Linked DNA regions of Oryzias latipes: region 2 is linked to region 1. Evidence: chromatin contacts called from public Hi-C data. All regions are on one chromosome and are shown on one strand. Each heading gives the region's core, a stretch centred on a gene start, on an enhancer-like site or on the middle of the called end of the contact. The rest is flanking DNA. Distances are from core to core; before and after follow the strand shown. Region 1 overlaps pdzrn3 (E3 ubiquitin-protein ligase PDZRN3). Region 2 overlaps pdzrn3 (E3 ubiquitin-protein ligase PDZRN3).

Region 1 (2,540 bases), core at 20-2,519:
TGGTGCCCCTTATGATATATGTTCAAAAATGAGCCATTTATTGACGGTGAACTTTATAATCCGGTGCATGCTATAGTGTGGAAAATACAATATTTTTTACTTTTTTTTTCGGGGCCTGCTTTTATAAAGTTCACCCTGTAGTTTCTGGGGTGCATTTACTTTCTCTTCAGAGCAGGAATATTTACATAGGAGTTAAAATCAACTCAACTTCCACAAAGCAAACTAGCATTTTTGGTGCTTTTTTGGGGTTTTTTTTGTTGTGTTTTAGATAAACCAGAGATTAACTCCTGAACCAGAGACGGCTGCAGGTCCTTCTCCATCTCCTCATATTTTCTTCTTTTCCCTAGAGTAAGTTTGGAGAATTCTGGAAAGAAAACAACAACAACAAAAAACCTTCAGCTGTTTTACAAAAAGTCTGGAGATGAAAGGCAGGAGGAAATATGTTTTCCTTTAAGCGCGACTCTGTTCTTTACAGTAAATGTCCTCTAATTTCATCTTTGGAGAGCTCCTGCAGATACACGCAGGAAGACGAGTCTCGCTCTGGGCATTCTTTTTCCTGGGAATCTGCTCTCGATAAAGATCAATTTTAGGGTTGGAAACTACCCCCCCCCCCCCCCCCGCGCTGCCGCCGCTCCGACCCTTTTCTCCCACCCTCATGTTCCTGGTTTCCTTCTATTTCTTCTCCTCCCATCTTTTTCTCCATTTCCACTCTTCTCCTCTGTGATTAGAGCGACCCCTAAACAAGCTGTTTATGTTCAGCCACCCGCCTCTGGATAGTGTGGCAACCCCGCCCCCCCTTTTTTTTGTTTTTCTGGGACCCACTAGGATCTCACAGATCCATCAGTTATGAACTGTCTGGGCCCCCTCCCATCCACTTAAGCGATGGAAAAATAAAAGAGTTTTTCTGTTTTTGTTTGTTTACACTCCTGGGGAGGATCCTCTGAGCCAATGTGCTATTTTTTTTTTTTTATTCTGGTGGTGGTTCTCCAACCACTGGACCCAGGTGCTTCCTGTCTGGGAAAAGTGGAGGCCAGTGAGCTTCTGGAAACACCACGTCCTTTACAAGATCTCGCTGTAATTCGGTCACTTTTCCCTCCTTTCACGTCCCGATTTCTCCCAAAGCCTATTCCAGGCTTGAATCCTGACTCTGTCCACGTTTTCTGAGACCGACTCTTTCAGAACAAAGGAATATTTGGGTGGAAATGTTTCCAACTCAGAGGGATTTACAGCTCTGAGGGGGCAGCTGTGGCTGCTCAGGAAAAGTATTTATGAGAGACTCTGATATGCAGTTTGTTTGTAACCTGACCTGCTCCTCAGCTGGGATGGCCTGCAGATGGCCAGAAGGAAGCAGTGACCCCTGCTGGCTGATAGATGTAACTACAGTGAGCCCTCTGCACCTGTCAGGCTCCTGTTTTAGGTCTGACATTAAAACCTTTAACCAACAAGCTCTGATTTACTGCTCCGATGAAGGATGTAATGTGAGGTTAAAAAAAAAAAAAACTGGTCTTCAGATAAGTAACACTCTCCCCTCCCCCCAATTTAAATCATAAAGTGTGTGTCAGAGCAGCAGTTTATTAGTCGCTCTTCCCTCTCAGGTATTTTCTTGCACCCTCCCCTCAGGGCAGTCGGCACGCCAATGTTTACAGAAGTCTGCCGCCATCAGAGGCCACGGTTCTCCCGAGAAGGAGGCGCCGCTAACGCCTACAGTACATTCAGAAAAACATTAGGATGAGGAAAACATGTTTTTGCTTTTCTCACACAAAATAAAGGATTATTGGATAATGTTAAGTGTCACAGGAAGAATTTTCAAAATAAAACAGGGTAAATAACACTAATTTTCATTTGTAAAATTTAAAACCTCATTGTGATCAATTTGAGACAAAAAATGGAATTACACATAAATACTTAATGGAGTTCTCGTAGTATTTTTAAAAAGAGATTTTTAATTTTGAAAATATCAGACACATTTCAAGTCATCTGTCCCTGCGAAGATGCACCGAAGCCGCTCCTCTTCATGTGTCTGTTACTGAGAATGATCGTCGGCCTGCTCCTCTTCATGTGTCTGTTACTGAGGGGGGTCACCGGGACCGCTCCTTTATCTTCCCTGTCTCGTTTCTGAGGAGGGTTGCCAGGGTTGCTCCTCTTCATGAGTCTGTTCCTGAGGAGGTTCTGTTCCTTCCCCCGTGGTCATGTGTCCTGTTTCGGGGAATTCCTGGGGAGAGTCATCGGGACCGCTCCTCTTCATGTCTACTCTCTTTTCAGTTAGTGTTTAACTTTCCACCTCAGCTTAGTGTATTTCACTTGGCAGTAATAAATGTTTTATCGTAACTAAATAAAAAGGGTTTAGAATAAAAAATTTCAAAACAGTTAGATAATTAATCTAATCTTGTGTGAAATGAATTGACAGAGTATTTTGATACTGGTACTAAACCACGGTTTGCAGGTTTTTTATGAACTTTTCTTGGACTTGGACCAATCACTGCTTACTGATGAGGTCTAGCTCCTAAACAAACACCAACTGAATGGACTGTTTCGTTGGA
Region 2 (2,540 bases), core at 11-2,510, 71 kb before region 1:
TAAAAAAACATATTTAAAGTACATTTTTAATGGGATATTTATAATTGAAGTTATTTGTAATACACACTAAAATAAAAACAAATATCACTCTTCTAGTAAGCTGGTTTTATTGTGATTTTCCTTATATTGTAAGGATTTTACTGGCTTTTGCTTTTATGCGCAGTGTCCAAACGTTTTGTTAAGTCATATTATTATTATTAATACTATATGGCTAACAATAAATTTCTTTCATAAATTCTATGTAAATTCTATGTAAATTATTATTATTGTTGTTTCTAATAGTTTCTGCTTCTTCTTCTTGTAACAATCACTGATTAACTTCCAGTATAGGAAGTCATCCTCCTAAAAAGTGTTTTTTATTATTTTTTTATGATTAATAATTATTTGCCTTGTCTCTTTTCTCGGAGATTCATTTAATGGTTTCACTTTTTTCCTGTTAAAAATAAAAGCGTGTGCGTGATTCGTAGAAGAGTTACGGTAAAAAGTGGTTTCCAGTGATGTTGCGTTCACTGTCTGTCAGACAATTAAATGTTAGCCATTTGACTATGAAATTAGACCTTTTAAATTTGATGTATTCGGTTTAAAATGATTGGGGGGGGGGGTATAAAACGCATAGATCAGTTTTCTGGGACACTGAACGAAACTCTGTTGATACATATGCGTATATTTCGTGAGAAATATACACTTTCAGATGTTGTCAATCGCTTTTAGCAATCATAAATGTATGTCTGTGTTACTGTTTTAGTTGACGTGTGTTTATAAGTTTCTTTTTGTGGTTTATAAATCGTAAATGTGTGTTTTTTTTACAAGCGCAAACTTTTCTCCAACTTGGACCGGAGGCGCTCCTGAAGGCACCAAAAAGTCGGAGTTTAATTAGTGGAGTTGCGGCTGTGAGTTCAGCTCCCAGTCCGTCTGTGGGAGCGTCTCGCCGATGACCAGCTGAAACCGCCCCACGGCGTTGCGGGGGTGGGGAGTCCACGATTCTCGACTCGGGATCCAGGGGGGGGGGAGATCATCATGGGATTTGAGCTGGACCGCTTCAAGGGGACCGTGGACCCGGACTTCAAGTGCAACTTGTGCAACAAAGTGCTGGAGGAGCCGCTGACGACGCCGTGCGGCCACGTCTTCTGCTCCGGCTGCGTGCTGCCCTGGGTCGTCCAGCAGAGCAGCTGCCCCGTCAAGTGTCAGCGGGTCTCCGCCCGGGAGCTGAACCACGTCCTGCCGCTGAAGAACCTGATCCTGAAGCTGGAGATCAAATGCGACAACCACGCCAGAGGCTGCGATGCGGTGGTGAAGCTGCAGCATCTGGCCGAGCACGCGGAGACGTGCGACTTCTCCCCGGCCAAGTGCCGCAATAAGGGATGCACGGAGGAGCTCCGCCTGCGGGACTTGGACGCCCACATGCGGGAGACGTGCGACTACCGGCCGGTGGGGGTCTGCGACAGCGGCTGCGGCTTGGTGCTGACCCTGAGGGAGCAGAAGCTGAAGAGCCACTGCTGCGTGCGCGCCTTGAAGGCGCACAACAGCGCGCTGCACTGCAGGCTGATCATCCTGGACCGGGAGTGCAAGAAGCAGGCCATCCGGGCCAACCAGCGGGAGAAGGCGCTGCTGGGACAGCTGTCCGCCGTGCACGGGGAGCTGCAGACGACGGCGCTCAAGTACCAGAAGAAGTTCACCGAGTACAGCGAGAGGATCGACTCCCTGACCAGAACCGTGGCTTCCTCCTGCCAGGTGAGTCAGACAACTTTCTGAAAAGACCCACTCCAATGAAAATTCAGCTTTTGATCACGTTCTCGTGGCGTTCTCCCAATGTATTATGAAGACAGTAAAGATTCAAATGGCATTCCTCCTGGGTATCTTTTTTATTCAAATCGTTGTGAATCAGGAGCAGACGAAAAAAAAATGCAGTGTGTCAAACACAACCACTGTGTACATTTTGCGCAAATTGCACGGATGGAAAATCGGTCATATATGAAAAAAACTGGAAATAATGAGAAAAGAGATTTTTTTTACAGATGTACCACGAAGGAACCACATAAAACCAAGGAAGAAGTAGGAATAAACCAATCATACAACACGTAAATCAGTGTAGAACTGTGCGTGATTATTGCGCTGTTTATATATGATTCATTAGTGATTCTTATATAATTTTAATGTCATAAATTATGTGCAATATAAACAGGGGTCTTTTGGGGGCAATAAGCGAAATTAATTTGTGGGCCCTCCAACTGATCAGCAGCACCAACTAAACGCAACTGTTGTTGTAACATAAATGAGATCTCTCTATGAATACTTTTTGTGAATGTATTATTGTTGCTGATGAAGAATTGAATGCAGTTTATTGCCTGCATGCTGGATGCACATTTAGTGGTGCCAAACCAATTTTAAAAGGGCAAAGAAAAAAATATGAATGACAAATGTATAGATATATTTTTTAATGTAACATTAGGCACTCAACAAGCGACATTCACAAAAATCCAACTTATTAAAAACAGAAACTTAATAGCTAATCAAATAACGATAAAACAATCCAAATAAAG

Evidence for each region. A called contact is a pair of places that touch in the nucleus more often than the background predicts.
Region 2: a Hi-C map of embryo shows a contact between it and region 1, with 2.2 times the contacts expected there. The contact joins two enhancer-like sites. A contact is called at or near these places in 2 of 5 Hi-C or Micro-C datasets (embryo and fibroblasts).

Annotation. Positions count from the first base shown.
Region 1 is chr5:21,978,585-21,981,124 of ASM223467v1, reverse strand. All of the region lies in intron 3 of pdzrn3 (E3 ubiquitin-protein ligase PDZRN3), which reads left to right. Among protein-coding and RNA genes, the nearest start is that of gxylt2, 54 kb to the right of the region's middle. Within about 2 kb of position 1,269, at least 3 of the 8 cell types and tissues checked have an H3K27ac peak or open chromatin away from gene starts, as enhancers often do.
Region 2 is chr5:22,049,896-22,052,435 of ASM223467v1, reverse strand. pdzrn3 (E3 ubiquitin-protein ligase PDZRN3) reads left to right here. Exons shown (of 10, transcript XM_023955096.1): 2 at 811-1,731. The coding sequence starts at 1,018. Among protein-coding and RNA genes, the nearest start is that of pdzrn3, 7.7 kb to the left of the region's middle. Within about 2 kb of position 1,260, at least 7 of the 8 cell types and tissues checked have an H3K27ac peak or open chromatin away from gene starts, as enhancers often do.